Regions from separate parts of the Mus musculus genome. Here all the other regions are linked to region 5. Evidence: chromatin contacts called from public Hi-C, HiChIP or PLAC-seq and promoter capture Hi-C data. All regions are on one chromosome and are shown on one strand. The core of a region is the stretch at or near the end of the contact, and the rest is flanking DNA. Distances in the headings are between cores, read along the strand shown.

Evidence for each region. Promoter capture Hi-C pulls out the DNA fragments that hold promoters and counts their contacts. HiChIP or PLAC-seq counts read pairs in DNA pulled down with a chosen protein or histone mark. A called contact is a pair of places that touch in the nucleus more often than the background predicts.
Region 1: a contact with region 5 is called in a CTCF HiChIP or PLAC-seq map of the NIH/3T3 cell line, with 15 read pairs. The contact joins the enhancer-like site here to the promoter of Ngf in region 5. A contact is called at or near these places in 13 of 39 promoter capture datasets (the 3T3-L1 cell line, the HPC-7 cell line, the SN4741 cell line and 8 more), 1 of 15 datasets of contacts at CTCF or cohesin (the NIH/3T3 cell line), 34 of 484 Hi-C or Micro-C datasets (the C2C12 cell line, the C3H10T1/2 cell line, the Patski cell line and 21 more), 11 of 115 datasets of contacts at active chromatin or transcription factors (the NIH/3T3 cell line, SST interneurons, craniofacial prominence and 8 more) and 3 of 9 other capture datasets (adipose tissue, embryonic stem cells and pancreatic islet).
Region 2: a contact with region 5 is called in a FOXA1 HiChIP or PLAC-seq map of pancreatic cancer cells. The contact joins the enhancer-like site here to the promoter of Ngf in region 5. A contact is called at or near these places in 1 of 39 promoter capture datasets (stem cell-derived epiblast-like cells), 1 of 15 datasets of contacts at CTCF or cohesin (the NIH/3T3 cell line), 4 of 115 datasets of contacts at active chromatin or transcription factors (cardiomyocytes, embryonic stem cells, fibro-adipogenic progenitors and 1 more) and 1 of 9 other capture datasets (adipose tissue).
Region 3: a promoter capture Hi-C map of second pharyngeal arch cranial neural crest shows a contact between it and region 5, with 3 times the contacts expected there. The contact joins the enhancer-like site here to the promoter of Ngf in region 5. A contact is called at or near these places in 9 of 39 promoter capture datasets (the 3T3-L1 cell line, frontonasal cranial neural crest, hippocampal neurons and 5 more), 1 of 484 Hi-C or Micro-C datasets (nephron progenitors) and 1 of 9 other capture datasets (adipose tissue).
Region 4: a contact with region 5 is called in a Hi-C map of embryonic fibroblasts, with 4 times the contacts expected there. The contact joins the promoter of A230001M10Rik here to the promoter of Ngf in region 5. A contact is called at or near these places in 14 of 39 promoter capture datasets (the 3T3-L1 cell line, 3T3-L1-derived adipocytes, embryonic stem cells and 8 more), 1 of 15 datasets of contacts at CTCF or cohesin (the NIH/3T3 cell line), 33 of 484 Hi-C or Micro-C datasets (the AML12 cell line, the C2C12 cell line, the MC3T3-E1 cell line and 19 more), 2 of 115 datasets of contacts at active chromatin or transcription factors (the NIH/3T3 cell line and astrocytes) and 2 of 9 other capture datasets (adipose tissue and liver).

What each region holds. Positions count from the first base shown.
Region 1 is chr3:102,669,698-102,672,397 of GRCm38.p6, forward strand. No RefSeq gene overlaps it. Among named protein-coding and RNA genes, the nearest start is that of Gm40112, 23 kb to the right of the region's middle. Within about 2 kb of position 1,439, at least 27 of the 459 cell types and tissues checked have an H3K27ac peak or open chromatin away from gene starts, as enhancers often do. A contact at or near this core is called in the C2C12 cell line, the NIH/3T3 cell line, adipose tissue and 3 more, where this site is marked.
Region 2 is chr3:102,713,790-102,716,489 of GRCm38.p6, forward strand. No RefSeq gene overlaps it. Among named protein-coding and RNA genes, the nearest start is that of Tspan2, 20 kb to the right of the region's middle. Within about 2 kb of position 1,377, at least 195 of the 459 cell types and tissues checked have an H3K27ac peak or open chromatin away from gene starts, as enhancers often do. A contact at or near this core is called in adipose tissue, cardiomyocytes and pancreatic cancer cells, where this site is marked.
Region 3 is chr3:102,635,614-102,638,313 of GRCm38.p6, forward strand. No RefSeq gene overlaps it. Among named protein-coding and RNA genes, the nearest start is that of Gm40112, 57 kb to the right of the region's middle. Within about 2 kb of position 1,273, at least 9 of the 459 cell types and tissues checked have an H3K27ac peak or open chromatin away from gene starts, as enhancers often do. A contact at or near this core is called in second pharyngeal arch cranial neural crest, where this site is marked.
Region 4 is chr3:102,261,121-102,263,820 of GRCm38.p6, forward strand. It overlaps A230001M10Rik (RIKEN cDNA A230001M10 gene), which reads left to right and starts at 1,285. Exons shown (of 4, transcript NR_040391.1): 1 at 1,285-1,759.
Region 5 is chr3:102,468,518-102,471,217 of GRCm38.p6, forward strand. Ngf (nerve growth factor) reads left to right here and starts at 1,402. Exons shown (of 3, transcript NM_001112698.2): 1 at 1,402-1,443.

The DNA.
Region 1 (2,700 bases), core at 189-2,688, 200 kb after region 5:
TGACCTGAGTTTAATCCCCAGAACCCACGTGGTGGAAGGAGAGAACCAAATGACCCCACAAACAATCACAGATAGATAGATAGATAGATAGATAGATAGATAGATAGATAATGCATACATACATACATACACACGTATGTACATAGACAGACAGACAGACATGCAGGCAGACAGGCAGGCAAGCAGATGTAAAAAAGTAAATACACTTCTACATTTATTCTTTAAAATTTTTCCATCAAGCACTTTACCACATGGCTAATTAGCATAGAGGGAAGAAACTTGGACCAATCTTCAGGGAGCTGGGTCTTGCTTCCAGCTCCATCCTGACAAGCTATGTGACCTTAAACTAACTTCCCTCACTCCATATGCCAAGCAAGGGGCTAAACCAGATTCCCTCATGTCCCTGCAGCACCAACATTGCAAGTTCCTGCAAACAGAGAACACGAAGCCAGCTCTGAAGACCAAGCGGGTTAGTTTTCAGTTATTTCACTCTTCAAATAAAGGAAACATTCCAGTCCTTATCTGTAACCTTCTGGAGACTTCCTATCCATTGATAGGATTCCCTGTGGGAAGTGTTTTGAAATAGTGGTCATTACTGTGAAATGAAATGCTGGAGATTTATCTGCAAGCAAGGCTAAAAGTTTTTAGTGATTTTTTTTTTCCCAAACGTATGAGAAATCTTTATCCAACTGGACGTGAGGCAGATTCTTTTCTGAAGTATCTTGTTTGTATTCTTAACACTAGGTTTAGCAGGAGTAAGGAGTTGAAGCCGGAGAGCTTGTCACTTACTCAGAAAGCTGTTGGGGAAGATAGACTGACAGCCGCTGGTGAATCACGTCTAAGCCATCTCATGTCTAAGTTCCAAATTATCTACAAGTATTACTCCACACACATCCATGCAACTTCACCATGAGACAGCAAAGAACTTCAGCGATAGCCACGAGGTGAAAGAGGGGCTTTCTCCTGGCCTCCAGCATTCCCAGAGGCTCATTTCCTCTCTCCTCCTCCTCCATCTCTCCCCAGTATTCCAACTTCCCGCATGAACCCCAGGCCATTTAGTCCTATCTTATACGATGTCAACAACTCCAGATAACCTACAACAGTGTCTCAACCCAGACCCACAAACTTTACATGAAAGAAAGAAGATGAAAAACAGACAAGGAAGCGGCCTTTGATTCCAAATGCTGGAATTTTGATTATCCTGGCCAGGCACTTGGGGACTCTGCAAAGTTTTTCTTTTTCATAGCACTGTTACCAGTAAAAAGTACAACAACACACTTTACAATAGCGCACAGCATAGTTCAAAGATTTTACACTTTATTTTTTAGTCATTCGACAAGGACGTTATTGTGGTATTCTGGATGCTGCATTCCCTTTCATGGCATCTAAGCTATGAATTAGCTATGGCACTGAAGTCAACTTCTTAATAGTACTATGTTGAAAGGAATGCAGTTCATTCTGCCCCGGGGTGGGAGAGTTAAGGCTGGTGAGTCTTGGGTGATGAGTAACAGTGGAAAGATAAGCCAGATGATGAGTGAAGTCCAGTGGACAGTCAAAGCAAGATGAACCAGGAGGGGCATGGAAGAATGGATCTACAGGAGGAGGGTCGAAACATCTTCTAATCTAATCCACTAAAGCTGGAGTTCAAAGGTAGACACCAGGGGTCTGGGAGGGGGAAGGGCAGATGGGGACCAACCTGTGAAGGTTTTAAATGGCACCCTGGAAACTCGGCCCATTCTTTAGGGAGCAGGGAGACAATGATCATGACTGATTCTGCAGTTTAGAAAAGTGCTTTTATTATCCCTGAAGAGAATGGATCAGGAGGAAATGGCAGACTGCTGGAGGTCAATAGCCAGACATTTCACTCTAGATCTTTGTTCTGTTTGCATCTCCTTCCCAAACCTGGTGCAGAGAAGTCCTTTGTGGGCAGTGCCATGTCTTATGCTCCTTCATGCCCCAGCCCCGCCCAGAATGCCTGAGGTGGTGTGAGCACAGAGTGAGTGCCATTTCGAAGAATGAGTAAACAAACTATAGGTAGGGTGGTAGCAGTGTAAATCTCTTAGAAACAAAAGGCACATTCAACAGATATTTTCTGAAGTATACCTGAAGTATTTGGTTTCTGGCAAAGGAGAAAATTAAAGTTTATCTAAAGGACAGCTCAGAATGTCTTTGAGCTTTTTGTTAACTAAGGACAGTGAGCAGTTTGAGAAAGGCAATGGTGGGGTAGGAACACAGAGACTCTGTGGCCAGGGTCCTGAAGTCCAGGCCGACTGGAATCTGTTCCTGAAGTTCCATGTCTGATGGTGTTGCTGCCCAATCCTCCACAGGGACAGGTAAGCCCACATGCAACTTCCGCCATTTTCAACATGGGCTGGAAACTTCAATCCCAGTGAAAGAAGTACCCTCCACTCCCCAATAAATACAATAAATAAAAATGGTGTTCAAAGATCCCTGCTTCATTCTCTCCAAAAACAAAAGAAAAGATGGGAGCAGGAGGGACAGAGCTAAGCCTCTGCTCTTTGATCTTTGAAGATGTCAGCTCACTACAAAGAATAACAACACAGCTCTGGCAGAAACCCCAGGGGCCTGCGCAGAATTCTTCCCATCAATGCTCCTCAGGTCTCTCAGGTTGGAAACACTGGGCTGGAGGCACAGGGCAAAGCCTTTACAGGGCTCACTTGGTGCCTGGAAGGAGCCCTA
Region 2 (2,700 bases), core at 127-2,626, 250 kb after region 5:
GCTGCCCTTGTGCTGGGTAAAGCACAAATCACCTGTGGGAAACATCGTCCAGAATACAGCGTCAGCCCCAGCCTCATCTCCAACACTGTAGACACCCAACACACTGCAGATGTGATAAGTGGGGGGGGGGGATCACAAACCATGTCATAATGCAGACAAAGACAAAATAAAATGTTTGCTTAGAATCTACAGATGCTCGGGGCCTGCTGAGTGACACAGGCCATTGGAAAGCCGGAGTCTCTGAGCCATCTCTGTGCGCTCCTGGCTGAATCCCTCCCTGGCACACACAGTTTGAAGTATTGAGGGGACGGCCCAGGGACTGGCAGCCAGCTATTTATATTCTAGCTGGAGCAGAAGCAATGCACCCTGGGAGAGAGTCCCGAGTAGTACCTATGGGGGTAAGAAAGGCTTGAGTCACACAAATGAGGAGGAACCCAAGAGACAGTGCGTGCTTACAATATAGAGTAGTGGGCGGTGGCCTTTATTCTTTGGAAAGAAGCTTTGGGGAACCTATGACCTCTAGGACTTTAAGAACATGGGAACCTGAAAGGCAAGGAAAACAAGAAGCCCAGACAAGAGACGGAGCATGAGCTGAAGATGTAGACGCCTCCTAAGGCGGTGGCTCTCAGCCTTCCTGATGCTGTGACCCTTTAATACAGTTCCTCGTGGTGTGGTGACCCCCAGCCATAAAATTATTTTATTGCTACTTTATGACTTTAATTTTGCTATCTTTATGAATTGTAATGTAAATTTCTACGTCTTCCCATGGTCTTCTGCGACCCTGCGAAAGGGGTTGAGTCTCTATTCAAAGGCTGAGAGCCCCTGCCCTAAGGGCTGAGACAAGCCTCTGAAGCTGGTAACAGGAGCCCAGGACCACTGCTCTAGGACAGTTCAGCAATGTAAATAAGAAGGAAACTTAGCCTCTCCAACCCTGAGGACCTCAAGTGGCCGGTAGCTCTCAGTAGACTGATGAAACCCTTCCACTTCCTCAGCCCTGAAGGGACTCCAGTCTCTGGTGACCTGCTGTAAAAAGCCTGAGAGTGTCAAGGCACCTAAGGTGGATTCAGCTCCCACCGCGATCAGAAGTATCCATGCTGCCTGCTCAGAGGAGGCCAGGAAGGCTGGGAGTGGCCTTAACAAAAGGCCCAAGTTCTCAGAAATTAGAAAGCATTGCGTGCTAAACCACGTTGATTGCTCCATAAACCGACTCCCTTAATGCATAAACAGCAGTGTGAACTGAGCACTGATGGCTACCGATCTTGGACCCACTCGCGTGGACAGTCAATGTCTTGTTGAGGAGACGTGAGACAAGCACTCCCAGACAATGAGTTCTTGAGTTCATGAGATACACGCAACTTGTCAAGTCCTTGCAATGCTTCTTTCTGACAGCAGGGGGGAGCCAACACCTGGTAAACGCCCGGGCACACTAAACCTTGCCGGTGCAGAAGAAACTGCCAAAGAAACAACCAGGAAATGATACCTTGGAAAGAACTGAAACCCAAGCAGGCTGGAAATGGAGGCAGCTCAGGCCCAGGTTTTGTAGGTGTTGCGGCCAAGATTATCGATCCCCCGAGTAAAGCAAATGTCAGCTGGGGAAGTCCAGGCTGGCCTTTAGGGTGACTGTTGCTCCGTATCTTACTCTAGCACCACAGACAAACACAATCTATTTCCTCTTTCTTTCTGTCGTGTCTGAGCTCACTCCGGTCAGGGCTAAGCCAAGCTCAGAAGAGGCAAAGACCTCAGGAAGGAAGTGGAAGGGGATTGGCTGGCTTCTTCCAGTTCAGCCTTACTGCTTGTCACTAACGTGTCTCCTCATATTCAAATTCCAACCATCCGGCTTTCTCCTCTTACTGCAGTATGTGGAAGTGTTCTACCTGGAAGAGAAAAGCTCAGGCGATCTCTCTATGCTCCCATTTTCTCCTTTGTGAAAGGAATATAAATATAAATATATTCGATGACAAAAAAGAAACCTGGACCGTGAGAGGCACGCCTCCAAGAGGTGAGAACAGAAGAAGCTACGAGAGCCTCCTTCTATCTCAGGTGTCCACCTCTGCCAGAAAGGGAGCCGGAGCTGAGCACTGGACCGACAGCCGACAGGCCTCGCGCTGGTCCCAGCTCTGCCTTTAATACCTTCATAGAGCTGGCTGAATCCTTTACCTCTTAGCATGACCAGAAGCTGTCCCTGTTCTGGGACCAGAGGAAGGCAAATGTGGGAACCCCGTGAGAGCACAGGCTCTTAGCTGTGTGACCTTGAATGTGTTGCTTAACCTTTCCTAGCCTCAGGTTCCTCTTCATCAAACGAGAAGTGGGGGGATGGAATGAGATGAGATTTAGTGGGTCCTTAGTGGTGACAAGTGATAGCATATCCCCTCACCACATTAAATAATAGATGGAGGCGCACCAGTTGGCTGGTGCCTGCAAAGTGTCAGGCATTATAATGAATTTCAAAAGTCATAAAATGATAAATTTTTTTGGATTTTATGCTCATTTAGCAGTTTTCTGCTTGCTTTGACAGTCATTTCTTTGCACATTTACCAGAAACAGGTAATATTCAGCAAGACACACTTCACTATCATTTAAAGGATGAAAATACTAAGATTCAAGGAGATTAAATGAATTAGCTAAAGTCCAGCCACTCAGGAAAAGAACCAGGAAAAAACGACTCTTCATAACTCTAATTACTACCTTCAAGGATATAAT
Region 3 (2,700 bases), core at 23-2,522, 170 kb after region 5:
GCCTCAAAATCTTTTCCCCAAAAATGTAATTTTATTTATTATTTTACTTATTGTTTTTCTACTCTGTACCACTCTAGGAAATATATTTCTGTGAAAATTAAGCCCAATTTTATTTTGTTACTTAAGTCGAAGAGTCATCTTTCTCAATTTATTCTTCAAACCCAATTTACCTGAGTGCACAGTTGCCTTGAATTTTCATTTTCTTTCTGTCAGCATTCTGTGTAACCAAGATATTTCTTGTATTTTGAGTCAACTGGCCCTGAACACAACTTAATCCCTGTTAACACTCAGAATTACAATGCTCATATTATGTTGATGCTGAAGGAAGTTTGGCTCTTAGGACTTGGTTTTAGAAAGAGATTATTATTATAATAGATGAGATAAGAATTGATTCACAAGACCCTGAACTACTTCTTCTTGTTCTGTAAGGTCATTGTCCTCGTACCTGGGGAGCAATGGAAACCTTCTCCCACACTATTGGACTGTTTCCCTCTGCAAACACACAACCAATTCCAGCAGCTTCTACCCCCAGGCACCCTCTAGCATGTGTGCTTACAAAATACTGTGTTCTTGGTCCTGAACTTTCCCCATCCCACATTCCTCATTTTAATCACACCAAAGTGCACTTATTAAAGTCCTGGCAGAGCATGGTACTGCAGCTAGCAAGTTACGCACATGTAGTCTCTGCTGTCAAGGCACACAACATCACAATGAAGAAATACAGACGGCCCAATGTAAACAGTGAACGATGATTCCTTTAAGTCTGTGGTCTACTGTGCCTATAGGATGCCAAACATCTGGATGAAAGATGTAACTTTCAGCCGGGAAGCTGGCTGCTCTTCCAGATAATTGAATAGACTTTTATGTGAATTGCCTAAACCTAGCAATTATAATAGTTATAGTAACTTATATTTGGATAATGATTTACAACTGCAGTGTGTGTATATAAGCATGTGTGTGTGTAGTAAATGTGTGTATGCCTGCATGTATGCATAAAGCTTCACATAATTACTATATCTTTATGGAACAGGCTTATTTATATCAGTTTAAAGAGAGGAACTTGAGGGCCTTTATCAAGCATGCATGGGCCTCATACTCTACATTCAAATATGAAGAAAAAGAGAAATGGCAATCCCTACCGTAGAGGTGCCTATAGGCCAGAGAAAGAGCTTGAAACTGAATGAACCTGACTTACCCAAGGTCACACAACTAGTTACTGTCAGATCTGGGACTCAATCCAACTTCTCTGGCACCGAGACCAGCACTCTGTTCACAGCTGCCTTCAATAAAGGCCAGATGCACTTACAGAGCAGAGAGCAGAAAGGGGAAGGGACAGCCTGCCCTGGGAATCGGAAGAGTCCCATTAACAACACTGAGATCAGGATGAAGCACACATCATTAAAACTACAGCCATGACGGCTGTGATCAGGCACTAAATAATGCTTTTGATGCAATGTCCAGAAGACAGGGTGGGGTTCCAATAGCATGTTCTCATGTCTTCTAGGTACAGTTATGGACAGACGAGGCAGATGGGGCAAGCTCAAGCAGCAGCTTACTTCTCGGGTGTTAGAGTTACAGTTAAACTTTCCTCTTTTTTCCATCCTTTCTTTACTTCTTTCTCTAAAACATGAGCTATTACCTTTCATTTTTATTGATGTTGTTTGGATATAAATTACAGAAAAAATAAGGTTGCTGAAATCAAACAGACCTGGATCCAAATCTCAGGGTCACAATGGGTCTCTATGATCTAGGAGAACTCTGCAGGTCTCTGTGCCTTGGTTTCCTTGGTGGAGAGTAACACTAGCCTGCACAGCTGAGTTGAGTATTAGAGATTCTGTATTAGACACCAAGACATGTAGCCACCATGCAACCTGCAATTATCTTTATCACCATCATTATCTTGTGTAAGCCATGACTGCTCTGGAAGTGGGCAGGTGTTGCTAGACCTGCTGTGAAGTGCAGGTTTGGCCAAGTGTCTGCACAGCATCTTTAACGCAGAGACCATCAACCTGGGATCATGCTCATCAGCTGAGAACAGGAACTGGGACAAGACGTACAGTTATGAACATGTAGAAAACCCTCCTTTGTCCTAAAGAGATTTATCATCAACCTCTACATCCTCAACAAGCATGTACTCTGTATATGCTGCAAGTCAGAGACAAAAGAAACACCAGAGCTGTGAAGATAAATAGGAGGGGACTAAGGATATAGCTATGTAGTAGAGTGTCTGACACACATAAAGCTCTGGCTTCCATTCTCAGAACTGCAAAGACAAAAATAAAAACTAAACAAAGCAAAAAAACAAAAAAGTGGTCTCCATTATTCCTACTACAGTGTGGTGGATAGGAAGCCCTCATGAAAATATAATCAAAACATAGCATAATGACCATAATCATAAAGACAGTGTCTTAGCTAGGGTTTCTACTGCTGTGATGAAATACCATGACCAAAAAGCAAGTTGGGGAGGGTTTGCTTGGACTGCACGTCCACATTGTAGTCCATTATTGAAGGAAGCCAGGACAAGAACTCAAACAGGGCAGGAACCCGATGCAGAGGCCATGGAGGAACAACACTTACTGGCCAGCTCCTCGTGGCTTCCTCAGCCTAATTTCTTATAGAACCCAAGACCACCCCAGCCCAGGGGTAGGATCTTACACAGTGGGCTGGGACCTACCCTACCAATCACAAACTACTTAATCA
Region 4 (2,700 bases), core at 35-2,534, 210 kb before region 5:
ATCATGTGTATAGACCATGTGTGTACAGGTGCTCGTGTGTGTTTGTGTGTGTGTGTATAGCATGTGTGTGCAGGTGCTCTGTATGAGTGTGTATGTATGTACGTCGTGTGTGTAGATGCTTTGGTGTGTGTTTGTGTGTTGAATGCAGGTGCACATTTGAAGTCAGAGGACAATTCTCAGGACTCAGTTCTCTTCTGCTACCTGGTGGAATCCTGGGATACAGCTCAGGTCACTAGGTCTGAGTGCCTCTACCCACTGTGCCATCCTATCTCATTGGCCTTATGATCCTGTTGGATGTGTTTACAGTAAATGAAGCACAGTGCTGCAGATGATCACACCAGGGCTGCCAACACTCACATTTCCTGGTTAGTTTCTTGTCATTAGCTTTGGGCTCCAGCTTGTAACCTGTGGTGGCTGCAGGAATATCAGTAAATTCCACACAGGCAGGCATCAGCTCGGTAAGACTGGGCTATGGAGGTTTGCCTTAGATCATCTGTGGTCACAGAAGGAAGATAGTCCTCTTTCTTATAAACGAAGGCTGTGTGGTTAAAGGTTCAGCTGCAGGCTGAGCTATTGGTGCAGCCTCAGCGGGCTGCAGCCATGTCAGTGGTCCAGTGCCAGGACAGCAGAGCTGCCCAGTCAGGCCACAGACACAGGAAAGTAATGAATCATTATGTTGGGTGATTAAGCTTTGGAGCAGATTGTTGCATAGCAAAGATAATAAATTGTATTGCACAAATGGAAATATAGAGATGTATAAAAAAGTGAAGCACATCTATTTGTTCATTAATAAACAAATTTTCAAGGACTGGTAAATGCATATTATCTAGTCTACTCTCAGAGATGCCTCTGCAGAAGAATGCATTGACCCTTTGTGGCTTCCAGAGAGTCTAGAGCCTGTAATGAGGAAGGAAGTCTCCAATTAGGACAATGGTCTACAAAGAATGATTTCAAAGTTAGGAAAAACTAGAGCTGCCTTCACTTCTCAGTCAAGGTCTGTAATGCAAGTCGACCCTTTACCTCGGAAAAGAATAACCCTGTGCGTGTTGGGGTTCCAGAGAGAATCATCTCCCCTTTGCTGGACTTCACGGCAACTTTCTGTCCAGTGAAGTCAGTTTTCTGTACAGTGGCTTCTGCCCAAATGGTCTGTATTTATCAGATGATGTATTCATGTATCGCTTTCCAGCCTACAAAGCGCTCTTTGTTTTGCAAATCTCTCTTGTGCATTATCTCATCCAGGCTTGTCACAAGGTAGAACGGTTATTTGTCCCAAATTTACTGGTCAGATATACTCACGGAGGGCTGCTGTCACCTGTCATCACTGCTGGACAGATGATTTCAACACAGACATTACAAGTGGTCCAGCCTCTTCATAAGCCTGCACTAAAGACACTGAAGCTTGTGATCACCCGTGTCAGGACAAGGAATGGCATCTCCCTAACAGGACTCAAGAGCCTTTGCCATTATCTGTGGTATTAAGCAGGTTTCAATTAGGATTTTAGGTGGATTTTTTTCTTTGTTCCGCAGAAGTTTTAATCAAGGCAGAAAAACTCTGACGCCTCATTCTCCTCACAACAGTCAGTCACCAAAGCGTTGCATTTTTCTTCCTGAAGCTTCCCCTCCCTCGGGCACATTTTTAGCAAAAAAGATGAGATCCCAAGCTCTCCAGATGTTGCCTCTCAGATGTGCCTCAGCACGCATCTCAGAGCCATCTGGCCGCAGCAACAGCTGGACTGCTTCCAAGTGGAAGTGCTCACAGGTAAGGGGGTGTGAGGGGAAGAATGTGGGCTCCTTAGTACGTTGTCAGCTAAGCCGGTGATGCTGTTTGACCAGCTGTTGACATGAGCTCTCAGTGAAGGCGGCTTTCAGAATCCTGCAGTCAGGTTTCCTGTCTGGGTGCCTGAGGGTTATTGTCCAGGGGCATGCTCTGCAGACTTGGACCCTGTGTGGTAATTCTGAGGTGTTGGAAACCTTAAGAGGTGATGTGCGCACCTGTAATCCCAGAAGGTTGTGAACATGGCTGGTTCTCCCTGCCGCCCCCCCCCCCCCCCCCGCCACCACAGTGAAGAGCATGTATCAGATCCTTCCCTGGCTCTGAAGCCCTTCATGATCAAATTCACCCCAAGACAGACAGACAGTCAGTCAGACAGACAGACATGCACATACACACACAGAGAGACATATAGAGACACAGACAGACACACACTTCCTTCCTTCCTTTACTCTCTTTATAGTCCAGGTGTCTCAGGGTAATGATGGATAACCGTAGGTCGAGATGACCGTTCAGCAGAAGAGACTAGAGGACTTAGCTGACTTGCAGAAACTGCTCATTGTGGACAGCACACCTCTGAGGGAGGCCGGGAACTTGGCAGCAGACTTCAAGAAAGCAGCAGGAGGTAAAGGCAAGGCTTGGGCGTGGAAAACTGAAACAGGAAGGAGATGTACAAGGGGAAGGAGACCTCCCAGAAACCCTTGGGGGATAAGTTAGCATTAACCCAAGGGGGAGAGCTGGGAAGCATTTGACCTGACGCCAGTGTCTTTGTGGTCAACAGAGCACTGTGCTTTCTGGGAATGGACGCTGTGTGTATTTTCCATTACTGCGCGCTGTATCTTCAGGATGTTCCTTCCCACCCTTTCGTCAGATGCAAAGGCTCCCTCTAATGAGTCCTCGGCCCAGGCTCCCCTACTTCTGTGGTTACT
Region 5 (2,700 bases), core at 152-2,651:
AGTCAAAGTCAAAGGGAAGTTGAAATTCAGAGGACTGGAAATACATCAATAGGTCCTCTCCTTCCCACGTGACCTTCAATGGGGAAAAAGGACCACCTGGGCCTCACTCCATCCCAACTTCATGGAGCATGATTCTTGCCTAGACTAAGGTGTCACCTTCGTACCTTACCTTCCCTCTGTCACTCACTTTCCTGCATCCATTCCTTCCTGTGGCATTCATGAAGGTGGGGGTGGGGCATAGAACATGTCTTTCCGAAGGAAGTAAGTCATTTCACACAAGTGTGTGTGTGTGTGTGTTCATTTCCAAAATCCATAGAATTTTATTACAATTGTTAGTGCACATTTGGTGAAAAAGCTGACTTAGGGCATATTTCTCCCTTGAAGCTGAGGTGTAAACACCATAGAGGAAGGGGAGGTCAAACGGGGAAGACCCCATCAGCTCCTGAATCTATCAGATCCAAGACATTCTGGAGGGCCAACTGAGGACCCCCCACCATAAGTAAGTAGACAAAAGAGGTGAGAGAGAATTGAGGTGAGCCCTGGGGTGGTGCAGAAGGCCTGGCTTTCTCCTGGGTCTGTGTTTACTGACTCCTAAAAACCGACAGAAGCCCTAGGACCCCAGATCTAGAAACACGCAGGGAGCACATACAGACACAGTTCCATCTACAGTTTCCAAGGGACCAGCTCTCCTGGGAGGCCCCTGCAATGCCAGTGCTAAGGCTGGCAGTGGGAGTGGGAGTTGGGGTAATCTGAACACCTAAGGTCCTCTTCCTTTGACCTCAGGCAGATATACCTCTGTCTTGACATTCTAGTTAATTCTGCTTCTGCCTGGTTTCAGAGCAACCCCTGGCACTGGCCAATCCAGGAGTTTCCGGTGTTGTGGGTGTTCTCAGTGTTCCTTCAGCTCTCAGATTTGCAGAGATAGCAACACCTGATATCCTGGCCACCAAAGAAGACTAAGTCACCCCAGGAGGCTAGCAAGGCAGTGAGCCAGGGGAAGAGGTAAAGGGACTCCAACTCAGCCAATCAACTCAGCCCTGCTCAGCCTGTCTGCCCATTGGTGTTTGGAGCCAGCTACCTTGCCTGGTGCCCTAGAAAATCTCTCTCTGCATCTGTGACCTCCCCCCACCATGCATTTTCATCTAAACCAGGGGTTTTGAATTCTTCCCTGACTGGCTTTTCCTGGCTATGTCCCATCAACTCGGGAGCTATCCATCCCTTGTCCCCAGGACCCTTACAACCCGGACCCCTGGGTCTAGTCACAGCAGGTGCGGGCTGGGATTGGAGTTGGCCAGAGAGGGAGGGGTCGGGTGAGTGGGGGGCAGGATTTGGAGAGGGTGTGACGAGCCTGGAGGAGGGGCTAAATACAGTCAGGAAGCCTGTTAAAGAAGCTCTGTGCTCCAGCACGGCAGAGAGCGCCTGGAGCCGGAGGGGAGCGCATCGGTGAGTCAGGCTTCTCTGAGCCGAGCCCCGATACGGGTGCAACGCGGTGCGGCGGACTGGGGTTGCCGGGCTCCCTGGGACGGTGTGCTTGGATCCCTGTCTAGCTAGATCTTTGTGGGCTGAAGCGCACCCTTGAAAGAACTGTCCCGAGTAGATGTAGGAACACGAGATCGTGGGCACGCAAGGGAAGCGAAGGGAGTGAGGGTCTCCCTGGTCGTGAAATTCCCTGTTCCTGGATGACCAGAAGTACCAAAGTCAACACTGGCGCCTGCAGAAGCTGCATTGCCCAGCCTGAGCTCTCAGGCTAGAAGGGGACAGCGCTCAAGAGAGCCTGGAGTGAGGGATGCGCGCGCTGCGAGCGCGCTGGGGTGGCGGAACAGTAGCCCGCGCGCGGTAGAGGGCGAGTGCACAGCACGCCGACTGGGCAGTGCTCACAGACCCAAGAGCGCCTCTCTGCTCCTAGGTAAGAGGACTGTCAGCCAGGGTGATCTAGACTCGGTGTTTGTAGCAGGGTTCAGAGTGTAATATTGTGGGTACCAAGGGTTGATTCTGGAAGCTTGGGTTCCAAGTGCCGAGCACCAGGGTCCTCGGTGGGGCCTGCTGGGCATCCCAAGGCATAGCCTTACTGCTTGGGTCACCCAGTACATTCAGCTGTCTGCTGCCAGGTGTGGCAGAGGCTGGCACCCGGGATTGGGAAGGGCAGCGGTCGCTCTTGGGTTCAGGCAGAGAAGCTGCAGGGGAGGGAGAGAGGATTCTGGGGTCAGGGTGTTGAAACTTGAATCCAATGTAAACATAAGGCGTCTTTAGCACCGTTTGATTACAATGCTCTTGCTTTCCTAAAACTTTCTGAGATTCATAAGGAAGGTGATTTTTGGCTTGACCTTTCTCATCAGGTTTACTTCAGAGAGTCAAGAAGAGCCTGCTTGTTAGGCTGGTTTTTCCAAGTTGTTCCAGACTGGAAATTGTGCAGTTTGAAGGATAATTTATGGGTCTTTCGTGCGTTAAAGTGTATTACTACGAAGTCTTTTGGGTGCTGTGGGTATTAAGGAAAACTCAGTGCACGTTCCCAGCTGCAGACCAAAAATACTGCTCTCCTGGGTGCCTCTGCCCCCATCTATCATGGGAGGCCAATGGAAACCCTGGAGAAAAGCCATTTGATGTATTGCCCCCATCCTCCCAGAGTCCTCTCTGGCAGTACCAGTCTACTCTCCCCATAGGCATGGCCAGCTGAACTTTGCAAACTCAGAACTAGCCACA